3 separate regions of the Sus scrofa genome follow, and regions 2 and 3 are each linked to region 1. The links are chromatin contacts, called in public Hi-C maps. All regions are on one chromosome and are shown on one strand. The core of a region is the stretch at or near the end of the contact, and the rest is flanking DNA. Distances in the headings are between cores, read along the strand shown.

Region 1 (4,788 bases), core at 1,338-3,837:
GTTTAGTTCTTGCAGAATGAAGTTCATTTCTCTGGGTTCCTTTGAATTTCTTCCAGAGAGCTCAGGTTTCTTTCTTGTTCTTTTTCTTTTCCTTCTTCAGTAGCCCCTCCCCTCACTGATACTAGAAGAGGGACCCATGGTCAAATCCTCTCAAATACACACCCACTCACAACCACACGCCACTTGATACCTGAAGTTGTTACAAAGAATCTTAGCCTCTAAGGTTCTTTTCTTTCTCCTTCTTCCTTCCCTAGGAGTTACCTTCTCTTTGTAGTCTTTAACCTAAAATACACTCCTTGCCTTCCAGTAAATTGCTAGAAACACTGGTATACAGAGACACGGAATTTGATGCCTATTATCTAAAAAGGCAAAAAGAATCTGGGGGGCACAGAAATCGCAGCTGGTACTTAACCTTCACTCTCCAGATGTCCTCAGCCAGCTCCCCATTCAGCCTCCAGTCTGCCTGTGCAGGTCAGAATGTCTCCCTCAGCTCCGTGCCTGGGGTTGGTGAGTGCTGAAGGTTTTATTTATCCCCTTCCAACTTGGTGGTGTGTTGCAAGTCTCCGTAAAGCTCTCCTTTGGGGTGCCCGTCTGGTGTCCTAATAACCTTATGAGTCTGAGAGCCCTTGACTTCACCTTCTGGGAGTCTTGTGGGTCCCTGGGAAGACGGAAAAAAGAGCGAGAAGAAGAGCATATCCTTCGGGGGACCTGTTCTCTCCGGTCCTTCCTGCTCCCCTTCGTTCCCTTTCTCTCTGCCTGTAATTATCTTCTTGTTTGTTTCATTTAAAGACAATGATGTCAAAGCTAATAAGTTCGGTGCATCTCTCCACCTACTCCCTGTCCCCTCCTTCCTCCTGAAAACCTCCCCACCTCACTGAGGCACAGGGGACAGACGCTACTCTTGGTTTCCCCAGTAAACATCTCCCGCTTTCTCTTTCAGCAGCCGCAGCCTACACAATCAATAGCCAACAATCAATACTGTTTTGGAGCACTCTTTTCTGTGTGTATTCCCTCTCTTTCTTTCTCTCTCTCTCCTACACACATACACACACACACACACACACACACACACACACAGGCTCACACTGTGTTGTGAACAGACCTGCCTATTGCCTAATAAATCCACACCACTCTTGTAGGGTCCGCTTATATCTCTTTCTTTTGTTTTGCCACACATCTCCTCTATTTTTTTTTTAATTTCAATCAGTTTGGGATTTAAAGAACAATACCCCCAATTCACTGTATATTAGACATTGGGAAAAAGGAGAAATCAATTATCCTGCTGTAAGAAGCATTCAGTGGAAATGCCATGGATTTGTACTGTGTAGGTCTTCTTATTCTCGCTGAAGTTTCTCACTCTCAAGTTACTAAAAGTCACCATATGCTGAGTGAGCAAATAAACAAAGGAGATGCTCAAAATAAGTAAATTACAAAAATAAACAGCTAGACCCAAACAACTATTTTTAATTGCTTGGAAATGAATGGATAGAGTGGGGAAGTAAATAATGTGATTTTTAACCTCTATAATAATGTTTGCTTAGATGTAAGCTATCTCAAAGAGTCCCACCCCCTAAACACATGAGCATGTACACACACACACACACACACACACACACACACACAGAGCATGTTTTTGAATTCTCAACACAGGTAAGGATGTTTGACGACAGGTGAGTACAAAACAGGTACAGAAATATAGAGGGTCCTTCATTCAATCACAAGAAAAATCACTTACAGTTCTAAAATCACTGCTTGTGCTGCCCACGTATAAAACATGCAGCCCACATACTTTGGAGTAAGATCACACTGCCTCTTTTGCCTTGGGTCTCATCGTCTTCTGAACTCCTCTACCCTAGATAGTAACTGACTTCTCTGCTTTAAGAATGCTGCAACCTTAACACCCCCATCCCTGGCATGCCCTGTTTCCCTCTGCAGCATCCACTGAAGCCTCAAGGCAAGTCCCCAAGAAGATATCAATTCAGGCACGTGGCTATTACTAAACAGAAATCTCTAAGTCTTAGACTGTCCTTTTTCCTCTCATCATCCCCCTGCCTCCCTTCACTTTTCTGACTCAGTCCTTTACCCCCCACCCCCACCCCCACCCCCAAGCAGCTCCGTAGAGATAGGGGCTTTGAAAGGGGGTAGGGGGTGACTGTAAAGAAAGAGAGACAAGCAGAGGAGAGAGAGACAGAGACAGAGAGAAACCAAGAAAGAAAGGAGGGAAGACAGCCAGGTAAGACAAGGAGGAGGACGCTTCCCCCTCCCTCATGCCACCCCCACGACCCCCAGCAAAAGGTTTCATACCATTCATTTCAGGAAGGAGGGCTAACACAGCAAGGAGGAAGAATCCCGCCGTGCTTTTCTCCCCCTTTTAGTGTGTGAATGATCTTGCATCCCCTATAGGTCTCTCCTGGCTCTCAGCTGCTAGTAATCCATTCATAAGGTTTCAAGAAGCTACACAAAACTCAAGCTTCCAGTTTAGTTTCTCTCTCTCTCCCCTTCATTCCTTTGCTCACCACTCTCCTTCAGCTCTTGGCAGTCCAAAGTTTAAAAAAAAAAATGTTGAACCATTTCTGTGTTTTCCTCCTGTTGTAACTTTTGCTGTGACATCATAACCCTGCCCACCAACACCCCACCTCTCTCTCTCCTTTCCATCCCACCCCTCATCAGCCCCGTGCCCCCAAAACACCCCCCACAGAGGAGCAGGGCTCTTGTCAGTCCCAACCTGTGAAAATACAAAGCTACTGGAAGGGGCCCCTCTCCCCTCGGTCCCCCTCCTCTCCTCCCCTCCCTGCCTTACCCACCGCGGCTTTAACAAGGATCCCATCTGTTTGACATGTGCGGAAAGGTGGGCTGGATTCAAATAATCTGTCAAGTGAATCAGATCAAAAACACAGCGACCCCCTCCTCAATTCCATCACACACGTTCACACACCAGACCCCGGCCAAAGGGTGAGAGAAGTCAGACTCGCACAGCACCCACCCTGGATGCCAGGGAGAGAGACACCAAACACGCCAGAGGAAACGCACATTTATATATATGTATAAATTCTGTGGCTTATTTGTTTATGACAAACACCCGCACCCCAAGTCCCCTATGCCTCTTCCCCAAGCCTTGCCACTCCACAAGTGCACAGATTTGAAAGCTGGTAGAATCTGTTTTGAAATCTCCAACGAGAGGGTTTTCCCCCCTTTTTTCACTCCAAAGCACTATCTGTGGCGATCAGACTCGAGCAGGGTTGCCAGCAAATGCAGGAGGCCCCTTCTAGGGTACAGGCTTTCAAACCAGCGAAGCTAGAGGGAATGGATTTAAGGACACACAGCAGGAGCTGGCTGAATTTATTTTATTTTGACGGGGGTAGTTGGGGGAGGAATATCATTTCTGAAATGCACAAGGAATGAAGGGAGAGGATATGGATTGCTTAAACAGTTTTTGCAAGAGGAGCGGTGTCTTGTTCTGCAGGTAAATCTATAAGGCAAGAAATTGGAGCTTACAGATAAACAAGGACGGAGAGGGAGAGGGAGGGAAAGAGGAAGGAGGGAAGAGAGGGGAGAGGGAGAGGGTATGGGGAGATGGGGCCGTGGAGAGAGGAGTGAAGGGGAAAAGGGCAGAAGGGGGCGAGGGGAGGAGAGGAGAAAGGGAAGAGGGAGGAGGGAGGAAAGAAGGAAAAGAGGAAGGGAGGGAGGGGGAAGGGAAGGATGGAAGAGGAAAGGGAGAAATGGAAGGGGGAGGGGAGGGGGACGAAGGGAAAGACAAGAGTCTGGGAGGAGGAAGGACTCAAAAAGAAAAGCAGGGAAGAGAGGAGGGAAGACTGAGACAGAGAGGAAGATAAAAAGAGAAAGAGGTGGTGAGGAACATAAAATATGGAGACCAGGAAGGCAGTTAGATCCCTAATGGTTAAGCATAAAGGAACCAGGGAGGCAGGTGAAGGGAGACACTATAAAATGGGGCAGTGGTTCAGTTTTATGCACAGAACACAAAGGACACATAGTGAAGGGATTCACTCTTAGTGATCGGTCACGTTAAAAAGTGAGATTGCCAGGGTTCAACTTTGTTTCTTTAAGTAAACCCCTATGCCTTCCTCTTTCCCTGCCTCTATCTCTTCCTTCAATCCCCACCTCCACCTTCTGTCATTCACCTTTTTGTTCCCAGCATTATCTTCCCCTGGAGAATTCACCAGTAAAATTCAGACCCACTTACCTTTCCCCCCTGCCAAAAAAAACCCCACCCTTAATAGCTCCTTTCTTTTCTTCTACACTCAGAGAGTCCTGGGTTCTCTTATCTAAAGACTGAGCTCTTTGTGACAATCTGCACTTCATTTCAACCCAAATTATACTATGTTTCCTTACGCCCAGGACGTCAGGGCTGTTTTGCTTGTATTTGCTGCCATAGTGGAGCTGGTCAGTTTCCATCAGCATTGTCATCATGATTATTAAGAGTCTTTGCAAGCAAAGGGAGGAGCCAGTCCATGCTGGCGTCCACCTGCCTGGGTGCACAGTGGGGAGAGGGAGAGGGAGGGACAGAGACCCCTTAATGTGGTCACTGATCCCTTCTGATTTTCTGATTCCAAAATCTGATCCCTTGAGGGAAAAGCTCAGCTGGGAGCCAGCCAGGGAGTGTAGTAATAAAAGCCTCCCAGAACACAACCAAATGCAGTATCTATATATAGGAGCCGGATCTGTTTTAGCTACTTGAAGTCTAAAATGACACCCGGAAACAAACATTTCAGCAATATGTTTATCGGAATCTTATTCAGCTAGTGCTGGAAAGAACGAGCTTCTCTGAAG
Region 2 (4,135 bases), core at 1,230-3,729, 270 kb before region 1:
AAGACTATGGAAGCTGTAGATCTGTTTTTGAGGATTAAATAAGACTGTCTATGCCAAACGTAGGGCATGTGTCAGCTGCCTTCTACTTTCCAGCCAAGTTGGGTGCTCCAGGGAGATTCACTCTCACCTGGCCCTTTTCCTAGTCCTACCTCCATAATGTCAATCCCATTCTCCACTTTGCAGGGATGCTTCTCTCCCTCTTTCCCGTTTCTGCTTATTAAGCTCATAAGCAACCGTCACAGACCATCTTTCAAATAATGCCTCCCTTTGGCATCCAGGAGTAATGTCTATTTCCTCTGAACTGTGATTCTTGCATTTTATTTTCTTTTTCTTCTTCTTTTTTTTTTTTTTTTTTTTTTTTTTTGCCATATCCCGAGGCATGGGGAAATCAAACATGTGCCACAACACTGACCCAAGCCATAGCAGTGACAACACCAGATCCTTTACCATTAAGCCACCAGGGAACTCCTCTTGCATTTTACTTCTACAACTCATGAGACACTTGACATCATTCTGCTTTTGAATATGTCATCTCTTCCCAGGAACCTTCATGTTTATCTTCTTTATGTGCACCATTTACTTAAAAGTTTTTAAGTGACTGAAAGGACTCATCAATCAATTAATCAATGATGGATGTCTGGACCGGGCACGAGCAAATGAAAAGCAACTTGGAAGTGATGGAATGATTTAAACGAAGAATAAGACACTGAAGACACTTCCCATTCTGTGTGCTGATTTTTTAATGAACATCTTATAATCTTACAAAATAACTGGCTGTAGCTGTTTTACGTTACAATACAGTAGATCCGCTCTTTTCACTACGTTCCTAATCAAACCATCCCTTTGGGGTGCAAACGGTCACACTCAATAGGGATCTCAGAGGAGAGGAAGTGCCAAATCCAATGCCTTGTAATGGAGGGAAGGAAAGGAGAGAATCAAGAGCAGCTCTTCACTTCAGGTGCAAGTTTGCCAGCTGATCCTTCTCCTCCCTCCAATCTAGTCTCTCTGGTCGGAGCTGTTATGCTAATCACCAGAGTCCTGCAGCCCCAGGCAACGTGGACACCAGCGCTCCTACTTACTAGGAAAAAGAGGAAGCAGAGAAGTGATTTTGGAACAAAGAACTGATGGTAGAGCCTCTGTGGCCTTGTGGGTGGGAAGAGCCGCAGAACACAGACCCATGGAGCCAGTGGAGCTGATATCCACTGGGGATCTGTGACCATGGCATCTCAGACCTTCAGCTTTATCAGGGACCTGAGGAGCGCAAAGCACAGGCTCCAGGAACAAAGGTTGGGGGAACCTGCTGTCTCTGAATGGCCAGAGCCGACTCGGGCTAGGCAGCCTTCTGCCTGAAGGGCTTTCCACACACCACCGCTCACATTCCCAGGGCAGTGATGGAGTGCAGATGTTGCCCACAGATAATAAAATATTTTTAAATGGAGTACAAAAGAGAAATGTCCTGTGATTCCTATAGGGGGACAGGCCAGTCTTGCACTGTGAAGCGCAGTCTCTGAGTTCCTGGGGGAGGGGCCGTGCTGGAGCCTCCCTGAGCCCTGCAGGGCCCAGGGTAACAGCTCTGCTGCCTCAGTCTCAGACAGGACAGGGTTCCCTGCACAGTTTGCCGGCTTCAAGAACTTTGGATAATGATTTCACAACTGTTTTAAGATGGAGCATCTAAACTTTTCTATTGTCCCTTCCATGTTGTGACCTATCAGAATCCCCCAAATATTCTCTTCTTGGGGGGCACTGAATGCCAACCCAGATAAGCACCAGCAGGCATCCAGGCAATACTTGCTGTTAGGGCTGTAAATACAGAGGACAGGTATATTTTCGATGGGCAGACGCTGCTCTTTCCTTTCCCCAGTGACTCTGCTGCTCTCACTTCACATCCCCGCAGGTAAATATGTGTATGTTGCCTTCTCCTTTTAACTTCATTCCAGAATGTTGTTCTTTCCTACATAAAATCCGGTTCAAGATAGTGGGGGTGGGGGATTGGTATTTCCCCTTTCTATTTGCACAGCCCTTGCTTCAGGGTGGATGGGAAGAGTAGAATACTGCAGTCAGAGCCAAAGTGCAGGAAGGAGATCCAGAGAGCCCAAGGCTGCCCTTGAACTTGTGCCTGTCCTTTCTTCCCTTCCACTGGAGAAGAGGCTTGGAGGGAGGCAAACCTCCCAGCCCTTCCTGAGATGATAAACTGGGGTGTTGAACAAGAAACTAGCTCCTTACCCTCCCTCTCCAAGGCCTCATCCATAAATCATTACCAAAAAACAACTGCAAGAGACCACATGCAGGGAGCATCAGCCTGGATGTAAACAGAGAGGCAGGTTACCCTGGTCATTTCACGTACAGTCCAACGATTGAGCAAGAAAGGGTAACGAGGACAAAATGGACCCCAAATCGTTGAAATGCTTCTCTCTCCCCACAGAGTGTCACCCTTGCTCCATGTATTTTACAGCTTGCTCCAAAGGAACTCTCTGGGACACAGATTTGACACATCGCACTTGAAGAGAATTTAACTCCCATTCTGCCTTGTGCAAAGGATCCCATTTGGTCTGCTTGGGAGACTTGGAACAAGGTTGAGTTTCCTTGACTCATTTCATCCTCCCTGGCCCTGCGCTCTGATTAACCCTGACTTCTCCCCTGTCTACTGCCTCCCTTGGCTCCTCCATCCCTGCCTGTTCTTCCATCTCCTCCCACCTTTTCCCGATGTCATTTCCATGACAGTCTTTTTTTTTTCCCCAGAAAATCAACAATAGGTCATGTGGCTGTGAATGATGGCCAGGCTTGGGGACTTAGAATGAGTGAGACCACAGGCCAAGAATGAGGAATGCGTGACTTCCTGTAATCCTGGTGATCAGAGAAAGAGCCCTCATACAAACTTGTTAACTGAGTGGCTGGCTGAGAGCCACACTTGGAACAGGCACACATGGAAGTGTAGAAAATCCTGGGTCTCACCAAGTGCAGCTAGGAATTCGGAGAAGTGAATAGAATATATTCTTTTTGGATGGATCCTAGTCTAGTTTTCCTGGACCCATCACCAATGCATACCCCCTACCCACTTTTCTGTGCCTCTTAGTATTATCATTCCGAGACCCCATCTTCTCCAACTGGGCCCAGCTCCCAGCTCATAAAAAGATGATTAGCTGACATATTATCATCAAAAACTGCATCTGATCGCTCTCCTTCCTTCTCCAGTTCCCTCTCAACCTGCCAGCCCCTAGGACTAGAACGATGGTAGAATAACTTGTCTCTCGGTCCTCAAACCCTCAGCATTCATTTTGGATGTGAACTTCACAGCAGCATGTGTGGAACCATGAATAATTTTTAGCTTAGTAGACGGCAAAAAATATAATATATATAATATATTTATATAATTATGTTTAAATACTTATAAAGAATTAATCACTAACCTCGATATTCCTAAGGGAGACTACACAAAGAAAGGGAGCGAGCCAGTTTAGATTAGAAGAGCCCTGAAGGGTGGCAATCCATGTGAAACCAGTATTAACAGAGTGTCCCTGGCAGCTTCTCTTCTAGTATTTTGGTACTAGTTTACAAGTTGGGTAGGGCTGAATAGTTGACAGGGTGCAGAGTGGGAAGCAGGGCAAGAATTCACGATGGGGTTGGAGAGAATATAAATGGGAGGAGGGTCCTTGTATATCTATCGTATTTTTCTTTCCACTTTAAATCAACTGCCTCTTTGAAGAAACTTTTTTTTGCCTATGATTCTTCCTTACTTGGACTACTTGATGCAATAGTTGGCACCTATAAACATCCTCTTGAGTTTCTTATAAGATTCTCCATGTTCTTCATCCGTCCCTCCCTTCATGACCTTTCTTCTTCATTCACCTTTTGTTTCCTTTTGTGGAGGGCTCTCTCTTTCTCACTGCCTCCAGGGCAGTGGAAGGAGGGGCTCATTCCCACAGTCACTGATTTTCTTCAGCCTTGGGGTCTCGGCAGGTGCATTCATCCAGATCACAGTCAGCAGCAAATGGAATGACCTTAGGGAAATCAAAGAGACGTTGAAATAACCCATCGTCGCACCAAGTGTCATGCTTTCAACCAGCTTTTGCTTTTCTCACTTGGTCCCAGAGGGAGCATGGGGTTATGTGTTCGTATCACAGAACTGAAATTAACA
Region 3 (4,122 bases), core at 253-2,752, 310 kb before region 1:
CACACCTTTTCCATCTCTAGCGTGAGCCTTCCCACCTGTCCATCTCACTCCTGCAGATGCTCTCCAGCCCCGCTCCTTTCACAGATTAACTTCTCCCAGCCTGCAGATCTCAGAGCAAGTGTCCCTCAGTACAGAGGGCTCAGGGGCCACTGCCAAATGCCTTCATAGTACCACATGAAGGCATTCCCTTTAGAACATTAATCTCAGCTTGTTATTAGAACTACCTGTTCAATGGCCACCCATCCCACTGGATAGTGAATTCCATGAGAGCAGGGTTCTGGTCTCTTCTTGCCCACCCTGGTGTCCTTAACACTTAGCAAGCAGCCTGGTGACCAGCTGGTTATCGGGAAACTTAGATGCTGGAGTAGGACCACTCAGGGTCAAATATCTGCTGTCCCATCTAACTTTTTGACCTTGAGCAGGTTGTTTTCACCTTGTGCCTCAATTTACTACTCCGTAAAACGGGGTGGGGATAATGGTATCCTAGATAATAAGTTTCTAGTGAGAAACTTATTAAGTGAATATATATGAAGTATTTTTAAGTGCCTATCCCCTAGTAAGTGATCAGGACATGTTAGGGAGTCTGCATTATGGAATCGTGCCCCTCATGGTCAGCCTGATACAACTGGAGTCAGGGGTCATTAACAGGTGATTCGAGGGCTACCAGCACATCATCAGCTTAGCCCCACTGTTTCTCTTATTGGAACTCACACAAGCTAAACTTCCAGCACCAGTCAGTGTCTCTGTCAAAATCACTAACCATGTATAGAGTTTGAGTAGGAATTCAGTAAGTATTTATTGAATGAATAGAATATGGGCCCACTTTGTAGATGCAGACATTGAGATTCGGAGTAGAGTAAGTAAGCTGGTCACAAAGTTGGCATCTTGCAGAGCCAGCATTCAGGCTTATTATTTGACATCAATTCCCATTTTGCTTACTGTGTTAAATTAGATGTTCAGAAGGTTATTACGTAAGAGACTGAAAACCTTTCTTTGTCTCTCAATACTGATGAATAAAAGACCCACCTTAAAAAATAGTGTTCAAGGAGTTCCCACTGTGGTGCAGTGGGTTAAGGACCCAGCATTGCTGCAGCTGCAGCCCAGATTCAATCCCTGGCCTGGGAACTCCCATGCCGTAGATGCGGCCAAAAAAGAAAAAAGAAAGTAGTGTTCAAGTTAGACACCAAAATAATATTCCCTTGAGGACCACTGGTGTCCATTGAGGTATTACAGTTGAATAGAGACCTTTAAGTATAAGACAGATGCACCTCTCAGTGAGAGCTGCCTGGCTTATGGGGTATGGACTGAATGACTTTTGAAGGTCTCTGAAATCCCGTGATGATGAAAGCAGAATCTGGGGTTGAGAGACTGGTGGAACCCGTGGTACCCTTATTTCATCATCTGTTGATTTCTTACTCCAAGCCAGGGTAAGAACAGGTGATGAGGAGGTGCCACAGCTATTTCTGTTGTGGAGAATCTGCTGATCTTGCTGGCAGCGGCAGGCACCTTGGGCTTGCTTGCTGAATAGGCAGCAGGCTGGTTGGAAATCTGGGTGTGGGGGGTGAGAAGCAGGTGGGAGGGATGCCATCAGACGCCCCCTGCAGGAATATATGGATAGAAGCATCTCTGGAATAAAGAGTGGCCAACATAGAGTGATCTGCCCAGGAGAGCCCACTGTACTATTTCTCTGTGGGACTTCTTTGTGTTAATTTTAGTCTCCAAAGCATATCAGGACGTGCTTCTGACCCTTTGCGCTCCCTGACAAAGAAGACTTTCTGAAATCCCAGCAGGCCAGCCGGGTGCATGAGAGGCAATTTAATGCTGAGAGAATGAAATAACATCCCCAGGTCCTGTTATCTTTCAGCCAAGAAGGTGCCCTGTACAGGGCAGGCGTGGAGATTAATGAGTTAGACTAATTGAGGGCATCCTTGCAAGTTAATACCACCCTAGCAGTTACACCAAAAAAAAAAAAAAAATATGCTTTGCCTCCTTCCAATCCAGATGGTGAACATAAATATAACTCAGTTGGGTTGAGTTTAAACCTAGTAAAATATGGGAACTACCTTTTAAGTGACCGAGAACATGACTTCAGCTCCTAATTATCTACCAGGAAGCTGGACTCTCCTTCTTCTATGAACATCTTCCTAAACTAGATACCTTCTATAAATTGTTTTTTCCCCACATCATGACAGTAAAGCCATTCTGCAAATAAGTTTCTACCAGTGTTTTCCTGAAACTGCCCTCCCAGCAGCATAGGCTAGAGTCAGGAATAAGATCAACCTGGTCTCTAGGTTGGGGCATGGTCTTCCAGGAGCTCTTCACATAGCTGCCCTAAGGGAAGGCTAGTTCTCCTCCATCTTTCCTCCAACATCCATCCTCTTTTCCTGATGCCAGGCATAGATACTCTCCATTTCTTCATCTGCTTCTTCCCCAGCCATTTGTTAATTAATATCAGAGCCTGGTGTTAGATGCTAAAGAAACAAACATAACTAGGCTCAGAATCCATTTTCAATATGTTTATAATCAGATTTCATGAATTTATCAAATCAGACAACTTAAGACCTTACTAAATACCTGGTCTAGGTGTTAGGGGACAAAATCCCCTGCCTCATGGAGTCTATATTTAAGCAGGGGTAACAAATAAGATAGCAAAAGAAACAATATTTTGGATAATGACATACTTATGGAGACATATAAGCAGGGAAATGGTATTGGAGGTGCAGAGGCAGAATTTCACCTAGAGTGGGATGGGAGGAGGTGAAGGAGGAAGACACAGACATTGTTACAGTAGGGGCAGTGGTACAGACATGCTTGGCGTGTTTGAAGACGAGAAAGAAGGCTCTGTTGGGGAGAAAGGAGGTGAGAAGGAGACGCGTAGGAAAGGAACTTTGAGTGGCTATGGGGCAGGTCCCCCAGGGCTTGGTCACCAGAGTAGGGAGGGGATTCTGTTAGGGGTTGAGATAGGAAGCCTTGGAAAACAGCGAGGAGAAGAATGACATAATCATACTTAATGTTTTACTGGATTGTTCTGTCTGCTCTAGTGGGCTCCGAAGAGTGGGTCTAAGGTGGAAGCGGGAAGACTGATTAGAAGGCAGTGACGATACAGAGGAGGGATGGTGTTGTTTTAAACTAGAATGATTGGGATGGAGGTGATGAGAAGTGGTCCAATTCCAAATTATTTTGATGGGAGGACCAAAAGGATTTGCTAATGGATTGAATGTCAAGCATGAGAGAAAGAAGAGTTATCTCAGCCTTATATACTGTGGAAAGTGCTGTATAGAGGTGTGTACAAAATGCTGAGGGAACACAAGCAAGACTACCTATTCCTTGTGGTTTTTCCCTGGTAGATCCTAGCAGCCTAGCTGAATGAAGGCAGAGGAAGGCAAAAGATGGACCAAGTTATCTGAGGGCACTAGCACTGGGCTGTGTGGATTAGGTTAGGTAGGTAAGGATGTAAATACCAGACCGATGCCTAGAGTGAAGACAGACATGTAAGGACTTGGGCTTCCTGTCACTGAAGAATATATGTGGTAGCAATAAGAAGTACAAGAGTCCTGAAAGGAGGTTGTGGTCATAACACATGGGTGATGTTAGGAGTTACTACTTCAGAGATGGAGAAGTTCTCAGGTACGAGTGACTGGGGAGTCTAGAGACTTAAGCAGGCCTTTCATTGGGGCGGTGAAGTCACCCCAAATGGTGATACGAAGTGAGGTGGGGAAGATAACCAGATACTAGATTCTTCCATGGAAGGAGAAGCATAGTCAGACAATGAGTGGTGGGACATAGAACAGGCAGGTAAGTTTTAAAGTGGGGAGAGAGGGAAAAAGAGAGAAAGTCGTTGTTTTGGGGAGACTGCTCTTCTCTAGGGTATGAGAAGGATCCCTCAGTACTAGAGAAGGCTTCGTCCAGGTTTCAGCCAACACAGGGATGTGGAAGGAAGGAAAAGTGTGTGCCAAGGTCAAGGATGAAGGGAGAGTTGTTTGTCATGTAATGATGCTGGCCCCAGAAGTAAGAAAGTTTTGAGAGGGTGAATTATATAGAACAGTTGGGCTCCAAGTGTGGTCCAGACCAGCAGCATCAGCATCTCCTTGGAACTTGTTAGATATGCAAATATTCAGGTTC

What was found. Hi-C and Micro-C count contacts between places; a contact is called where the count stands out from the background.
Region 2: a Hi-C map of fetal liver shows a contact between it and region 1, with 3 times the contacts expected there. The contact joins the enhancer-like site here to the promoter of PAPPA2 in region 1. A contact is called at or near these places in 3 of 5 promoter capture datasets (fetal skeletal muscle, liver and skeletal muscle), 23 of 47 Hi-C or Micro-C datasets (alveolar macrophages, brain, embryonic fibroblasts and 15 more) and 1 of 2 datasets of contacts at active chromatin or transcription factors (skeletal muscle).
Region 3: a Hi-C map of skeletal muscle shows a contact between it and region 1, with 3 times the contacts expected there. The contact joins the enhancer-like site here to the promoter of PAPPA2 in region 1. A contact is called at or near these places in 2 of 5 promoter capture datasets (fetal liver and liver) and 22 of 47 Hi-C or Micro-C datasets (alveolar macrophages, brain, embryonic fibroblasts and 13 more).

Annotation. Positions count from the first base shown.
Region 1 is chr9:118,360,462-118,365,249 of Sscrofa11.1, reverse strand. It overlaps PAPPA2 (pappalysin-2), which reads right to left and starts at 2,587. Exons shown (of 23, transcript XM_003130330.6): 1 at 2,305-2,587; 2 at 1-658.
Region 2 is chr9:118,632,560-118,636,694 of Sscrofa11.1, reverse strand. It overlaps PAPPA2 (pappalysin-2), which reads right to left. Exons shown (of 23, transcript XM_003130330.6): 23 at 723-3,998. The coding sequence ends at 3,924. Among named protein-coding and RNA genes, the nearest start is that of PAPPA2, 270 kb to the right of the region's middle. Within about 2 kb of position 2,479, at least 9 of the 83 cell types and tissues checked have an H3K27ac peak or open chromatin away from gene starts, as enhancers often do. A contact at or near this core is called in fetal liver and fetal skeletal muscle, where this site is marked.
Region 3 is chr9:118,672,206-118,676,327 of Sscrofa11.1, reverse strand. All of the region lies in intron 21 of ASTN1 (astrotactin-1), which reads left to right. Among named protein-coding and RNA genes, the nearest start is that of BRINP2, 290 kb to the left of the region's middle. Within about 2 kb of position 1,502, at least 1 of the 83 cell types and tissues checked has an H3K27ac peak or open chromatin away from gene starts, as enhancers often do. A contact at or near this core is called in skeletal muscle, where this site is marked.